Linked DNA regions of Mus musculus: region 1 is linked to region 2. A link is a contact called in public HiChIP or PLAC-seq data. All regions are on one chromosome and are shown on one strand. Each heading gives the region's core, a stretch centred on a gene start, on an enhancer-like site or on the middle of the called end of the contact. The rest is flanking DNA. Distances are from core to core; before and after follow the strand shown.

Evidence for each region. HiChIP or PLAC-seq counts read pairs in DNA pulled down with a chosen protein or histone mark.
Region 1: an H3K27ac HiChIP or PLAC-seq map of embryonic stem cells shows a contact between it and region 2, with 5 read pairs. The contact joins the enhancer-like site here to the promoter of Lama5 in region 2. A contact is called at or near these places in 6 of 39 promoter capture datasets (the C10 cell line, the HPC-7 cell line, HPC-7-derived erythroid cells and 2 more), 1 of 484 Hi-C or Micro-C datasets (embryonic fibroblasts), 3 of 115 datasets of contacts at active chromatin or transcription factors (embryonic stem cells and microglia) and 1 of 9 other capture datasets (adipose tissue).

Annotation. Positions count from the first base shown.
Region 1 is chr2:179,927,394-179,931,014 of GRCm38.p6, reverse strand. It overlaps Taf4 (TATA-box binding protein associated factor 4), which reads left to right. Exons shown (of 15, transcript NM_001081092.1): 8 at 1,591-1,738. Among named protein-coding and RNA genes, the nearest start is that of Taf4, 47 kb to the left of the region's middle. Within about 2 kb of position 1,699, at least 13 of the 459 cell types and tissues checked have an H3K27ac peak or open chromatin away from gene starts, as enhancers often do. A contact at or near this core is called in the HPC-7 cell line and embryonic stem cells, where this site is marked.
Region 2 is chr2:180,224,248-180,227,883 of GRCm38.p6, reverse strand. Lama5 (laminin, alpha 5) reads left to right here and starts at 2,025. Exons shown (of 79, transcript NM_001081171.2): 1 at 2,025-2,393. The coding sequence starts at 2,082. It overlaps Gm52542 (a long non-coding RNA gene), which reads right to left and starts at 3,265. Exons shown (of 2, transcript XR_003953984.1): 1 at 3,201-3,265; 2 at 1,570-2,945.

The DNA.
Region 1 (3,621 bases), core at 450-2,949, 300 kb after region 2:
TCCAGTCCTGGTTCTGTCAGTTGTAGCCTTGAGTGCTAGATTGCGTGCAGAGCCATTTCCATTGGGTTGGTTTTAACTGTCAATTTGGAATAACGTAGAATCATCTGGGAAGAGCGTTCTTAATGAGAAATTATCTAGATCAGAATGGCATGTAGGTGTGCCTGTGGGGAATGTCTTGGATTTTTGACTGATGTAGGAAGACTTAACCCTGATTGTTGGTGGCACAGAAAGCTAACTGCACAGAAGGGCACAGACAGGCAACATGGCTACATTTGTTTCTCTTGACTGTAGATGTGCTGTGACTAGTCTCAGTTGTTGCCTCTGTGACTTCCCTGCAGGGATAAACTGTGACCAGGAATTGTAAGCCAAATAACCCTCTTCCATCAGTTACTCCGTCAGGCTGTTTAATCGGTGTCACATGTTATACTAGAACAGTGACTTTTCTTTTCACATATGGGAACATGGTGTGTTCAGCCACCTGGTCACTGCTGTGTGCTGTCTTGACCCCCCTCTTATACCCCAGTCTCTGCTTATACCTTTGTGTACAGCTGAGGCAGATAGGTCAACTTCATGCAAACTTGGGCCTGAGGCCAGGGGATCTCAGAACCCATGGAAGTGAGCCACTTTTCTGTATCTCCATTTAATGGCTTCTCAGTGTAAAGCCCTGGCCTGAGTTGCTGTGGGCTTGCCCATCTTGTCTGGTGTGAGCACCGTGTTCTGTTGCAAAAACAGTTCTGGTGCAGGCCTCAACCTCAGCCCTTTACAAGTGTCCTGTTACATGTGTTGCTCAATGAAAACACAGCCACCATTTTTTTTTAAAGCAGAGTTGGAGTTCAAATCCTAGAAGGGTTTCAGAACCCTGCAGACACTGTGATACTGTGTACACCACCAGCCACACAAAAAGGCTCCTTTATATAAACTAGAATTCTTCCAGGGAAGCTCTTAGCTCAGAGATTTATGGTCGGGCCATCAGGGAGCTTCCTGTGGGCCAAGGCTGTACGCAGGACAGCAGAGCTGAGCAGGCCCTGCAGTGTGGACCAACCACCCTTGGGCTATGCATGGTTCTGAGGTGGACAGGCTGTGTTTGGACAGAGAACCAAGTTCAGGGTAGGACTTGGAGAGCCATCTTCACTCCAGTAGAAAAATAATCTGACCTTAAACAGAATTTAGAATAGAAATAAGTCATTTGACGTATGTCCATCAGGTAACAGTGTCAGTCTGCTGACAGGCTGGGAAATCCATGTTCCTTGTGGGGCCTGAGCTCGGTAAACTTTGTTTTGCTGCTGCCCTCTAGGCTATGTGTGGGGTCCTGAGTTTCATGTGCTCCGTGTACTTGCTCTGCTGTATTGTGGCCTGGTGTGGCACCATTCTGTCTTTGTCTAAATCTTTTGAAGCTGTGTGCAGAGGCTTGTTGGAGACTTGTTGGGCCAGGCTTTTTTAGATGTGGAATGAGGTGTACATCTGGACTTCCTGGAGCTTCTGGCAGGGCAAGGTTGGGGTAGCGCCAATGAAGCAAATAGCTGGCTTCATGGGTCAGTGCGGTGGCCCCTAGGATGTGTGTGCTCATGCACTATGCTGGCTGTGCCCCAGGTGATCCAGCAGCCCCCGAAGCCTGGAGCCTTGATCCGGCCCCCGCAGGTGACCTTGACGCAGACACCCATGGTCGCATTGCGGCAGCCTCACAACCGGATCATGCTCACCACACCACAGCAGATCCAACTGAACCAGCTGCAGCCAGGTGAGGCCCCGGCTGCTGCCACCCAGGACTGGCTTGTCCCGGAAATGGCCAGTTGTGGGACTGCTACTTGATTTCATTTAATCGTTGTGATAAAATTAATTTACGCACATTGCTCAGTGACTTCATTTATGAGGTTTGTGCAAGCCATTACCCTTGTCAACGTGATTTTTAAATTCCCTGAATTGTATACATTACATGGTTAGTATCTATTAGATACTTCTAGCTAGACCTTCTAGCTGCCTGTCTCCCTCCCTGGGTGGGCAGGCAGGCAGCCAGGCCCCTGCGGCTCAGACCCTCTCACACCTTGTGCAGTGGTCTGCATGATCTCAGCCCTCCTCTCTCCCTCTCCCCTTTCCTCTGGCTTCCCTCCTTCTCTCCCTGTTGCCCTGTTTTTCCTAGAGTTAGTATAGATCGTGTGGTATGAATGTTGTTCCCACCCTCTAAAAGCCTATAAAAAAACAGGAAGCTGCTTTGTTCGTGGGGTTTGAAGGGAAGGTGTTCTCTCTCTCCAAGGCCCAATCATGCTGCCTATGGTGTGACACCGCCTCTGAGGCTCTTCCCATTTCAAGGCCTGGTCATGATAGAGTTTCTGCTGATGTGTAATTCTGTATTAGCTCTTTCCACCAGACATAAGTAAGGCCTTTAGATGATAACCCCCCCCCCCCCCAAGGCAGCCTCACTGTGTTACCCTTGCCCTAAACTCATGGGCTCCAGAAATTCTCCTGCTTCAGTCTCCTAGGTGAAACTTTAAATATATAGCATATATTTGCTTACTCTTAGTCCCTCTCAGGAGTCATTCTTGTACTTTAACAGTTGGAGGGAGCTGGGAGTGGTGGTGCACACCTTTAATCCCAGCACTCAAGGGCAGCCTGGTCTTCAGAGTGAGTTCCAGGACAGCCAAGGCTACACAGAGAAACCTTGTCTGTCCCCCTCCCCCCATCCCCCAAAAGAGTTTAGAGAAATATAGGCCAGAACATGCATGAGGAATGCAACTAAACCTTAAAAAAACAAACTTAGGATTTAAGTGTTAGCTACATACAGTTTAAACTTTTATCTTTAAACCTTGTTGTAAGTTATTGTATCCTTTGAGATTTCAGTTAGAAAGCCACAAGGGGAGAGGCGGGCACGAGCATGCATGCACACACACACACACACACACACACACACACACACACGCACACGGCAAATATACATACATACAACACGTGTATGTATATATATATGACACATATACACATATTTGGCACATGTATGTATGAGACATATACATATAACACACATGTGTATATATGGCACATATATATGCCAAGCATACATATATACATATAATACATACATATATATGACACATATATGGCACACATGCACACATGACATACATACAACACACATGTATATATGTCACAATACATACATACAATGTGTGTGTATATGGCACATACACATATATGATATATATATATATACATATATATAAAATATATATATGACACACAATATATAATGCATACATATATACATATAACACACACATATACATATATATGGCACACATATACAGGGCATATACAACATAACACACATGTGTACACTTGATACATACATATGGCACACATACATACATATAAAATACACATGTATATATATTTAACACACACACACACACATATCACGTATGTGTTGTAAAGACACATGAGAATGCTTCTTTAGTCTGTGCAGGTGAGGAAGGGATTCATATAGAGCACGGGGATGGGTTCTGACATAATCAGTGGCACTATCTTGGATTTGCACTATAGTTTTCCTAAGACTTTTTTTTTCCCTCAGGTGTAAGCATGTATTTTTCTTTATCTTTTTAAATCATCACACATATATATAGCATGTTT
Region 2 (3,636 bases), core at 776-3,275:
TAACCCTCCCGGTGCTGGCTGACAGGCTGACTCGGCACGTTCTCAGCCATCTGCCCCCTCTCTTTCACTGGCTCCTCTGGGACCAATCCAAAGTACATCCTGCCTGGCCACTAGGGGGCTCAGGGGAGTACTGGCACAACCTTTGCCCTCTAGACCCCGGAGAAACTCCCTTGAAGTCAGCAGGCTATCAAGCCCGGAGGTCAGACGCTTTGGTAATGTATCTCTCAGCCTCAGGCTGTTAGGACCCCCAGCTGCTAAAGAGGGTAGAGGCGTGAACGAGAATGGCTTCCTGGCGGGCATGGGGGACTTCTAGGCAGTAGTAGGGTGGGGCCAGCCATCTGGGAACCTGCTACTGCCCCAGCTGTGCCTCACACGGGGTCTTAAATCAGCGTCTGAGCCTACTCTACTGAATTCCAGATTCCTCCCTGTCTCCCGCCCTCTCTGGAGCCAGCCCCTCCCCCACACCAAGCCTTCGAAGCAAAGGGAAGCGGCTGCCTTGCCCTCCCCCAGGTGGAAAACTAATAGTGAGGTTATAGAGGAATTCCGGGGAGGGAAAGTGGAAGCATCCAGGGAGGGCAGCTTGTCTTGACCTCGCATTTTCAACGGAGACTGGGGTCCTCCCAGCCCCTTGGGGTTTAAGATTTGTAGGAGGCTGGGGGGTTAGTCAGGAGGGCAGGAGGATGGTGCAAATTTTCCAGACAATTACGGGTCAGAACTGGGCCAGGACATGATGGCAGTGTTTCAGGAACTCACTGGGACCCTTGGGATTATCCAGAAGGACCAGCAAGAATGGGAGTCCTACCCAAAAACGTGAGATGGTGGCCTGGCTAGGAGATAAGGGGAGCTGCTAGCCCTGCTGCTGAGTTCGACCTCTACACCCCTGGGGGCTTTCCTGTTTGGTCCTAGAATCCAAGGGAAGGGAATCCAGTGGCTGTGGCTGAAGCAGACATGAGGTACACAAGCATCTTAGCTAAGCCTCTAGGACGTTCAATGTTTGCAACTCAGCCAGGCAGATCAACTGGAGCCCACTGTACCCCAGAAACACAGGAGCTAGAGGCACGGCTTGCTTAAAAGATGTCTAAGCCGGGCGGCGGTGGCCAGCGCCTTTAATCCCAGCACTTGGGAGGCAGAGGCAGGTGGATTTCTGAGTTCGAGGCCAGCCTGGTCTACAAAGTGAGTTCCAGGACAGCCAGGGCTATACAGTACAGAGAAACCCTGTCTCGAAAAAACAAAAACAAAAAACAAACAAACAAACAAAAAAACAGAAAGAAAGAAAGAAAGAAAGAAAGAAAGAAAGAAAGATGTCTAAGCAAAGTCTTAGCTTCCCAAGGAGCCTATGGAGTGGCACCTATAGGCCAATGAGCATCCTTGGATATGCTCCATGGGTGGGCGCCTGTCATTTCTTTGCTCTTGTATTGATCCCCTATTGCAGAGGAGTTTAAAACCCAAAGGGGTAGACAGGGCTAAATCCGACCTAACAATGGAGGAAGTAGGGGGTCTCCTCCTGTCTGGTCTTCTCCACCCCCCCCCCCCCCACCATTTGCAGATCACATCTCCTCTGGGTCCCCATCCACAGCTACACACAGTTTATTCAAATACCAACAGGGAAGGAAGAGAGTAACAGGCTAGGGCAACGGGGAGGCGCCAGGTGGCTGAGACCTGTTTGAAGTTAGGGAAACAAAAACAGGAGCCGCTGGGCGGGTAGAGGCAGGCCCGGCATGCTGGGGTCCTGAACATCCACGGAAAAAGCAAGGGGTCTCAGTGGGGATCGAAGCCACCACCTGGGAGAGAGGAAAGGCTCAGTAGCGCCAAGTTCCCGCGGCCTGGCGGGCGGCCAGCAGGTGCCCCTTCCAGGACGCTGGTCTGGCCGGGGTCGGAAGGGTTAAGGTCCCCAGGCCGCCCCCTCTCTTATGCCCTCCCCCAACCCCCTCTCCAGGGCATAAGGCTCGGGCGCCAGGCGGGCCTGGGCGGGGCCTGACGTCCTCGGACAGGCGGGGCCAGCGGGACCGGCCGCCCCAAACTAGACTTGCCGGGCTCCTGCGGTGCGCGCTGTCCCTAGAGCCGCAGCCCCCAGCAGGAAAATGGCGAAGCGCGGAGGGCAGCTCTGCGCGGGGAGCGCACCGGGCGCTCTTGGCCCCCGGAGCCCCGCGCCACGGCCGCTGCTACTGCTGCTGGCTGGACTGGCGCTGGTAGGCGAGGCGCGCACTCCCGGGGGCGATGGCTTCAGCCTGCACCCGCCCTACTTCAACCTGGCGGAGGGCGCTCGCATCACCGCGTCCGCGACCTGCGGCGAGGAGGCCCCGACGCGCAGTGTCTCACGCCCCACCGAGGACCTCTACTGCAAGCTGGTTGGGGGTCCGGTGGCTGGCGGAGATCCCAATCAGACAATCCAGGTGAGCGCGGCACGGAGGAGCTGGTTACACCATCCTGTGGTGGTCCACCTCTAGCGCCGGAACCCAGACATCTCGTAGGGGCTCCCAGTGCTGGGGAGAGTAAGTACGGACTGACTCTCCCACCAAGACTCCCTGGCCCCATGTTTTGATGGACTAAGGGGGACCCTGATGCGGCTACCGAAACTCGTGCAGACACGGCACGTGCCTCTGGAAGAGCCAATGAAGTGTCCGACTCGCGGACCAAGGGCCCCTGGGGCTGGTGAAGCTCGGGGGTGGGGGTGGGGGGGTGACCTAGGCAGGAGGGGACCGGTGATCAGTCCTCGGCAGCCGTAAGTCCGGGATCCCTGCGTGGGCGGAACTTGGCCAGGGTGCCCGCTGACTGTGAGGAGGGGGCGGGAGCTCCTTGTTACCCCGGGACAGGCAGGAACCTGTTGGCCTCCCGGATAGGGACGGAATGAGCGCGGAAGCCGCACCATCGCCGGTTTCTCCTGGTGTTGGGTCTCACTGTCTCAGCCAAAAGTTGAAGAAGCTTCTTTGCTTGGGATCTGGGAACTTCAGAAGGAGGTGGAGAGCGCTAACACCTGTGGGCCATCGTGGAGGAGCCCCCTGCCCAGCAGGTGGTAGGCTCTGGGGCTTTAGTCTCCCGGGAGATGTGGATTCTGTACCTAAGGACTCTCCTGAGCCCTGCCTTTCAGGCTGAGCCTGCAGGTGGGCCACGTTGTCCCCCCCCCCCCCCCCGCAGGACTCCTGCCTCACGTTAGGGACCTAAGGAGTTGGGAGCCATTAGGGCCTGGTAACTTTAGCTACCTTCTCTAGGGACCTGCTTCCACGTTCCTGGAAGGAGGCTGGCGAGGGAAAGAATAGCTGAAAAAACGGATTCGTCGGGGTGGAGAAAGGGGAGCGGTGAAGGAATTCAGTTCTGTTTTCTGGTTTACCTGGCCACCACCCTCCTTGCCTGCCCACCCCGCCTGTTCTCGGGCCTCCAAGTGGGGAGGGGGAGTTGAGAAGGGCCGGGCTCCCTGCGCTCTGGTTCCCTTGCAGTCTCAGAGTAAGAGCAGGTGTGGGCCATCAGAGACAGGGAAACTGAGGCCTGGGAAGGTATAAACACTTGTTTTTGAAGCTTTACAAGTCAGAGCAGGATCCGTCTGAGGCGAGCGTTCAGAAGTGAGGTGCCATCAAACGGTGGTGGCGCAGGCCTTTAATCCCAGCACCTAGGCAGGAGGGGACCGGTGGCAGAGGCAGG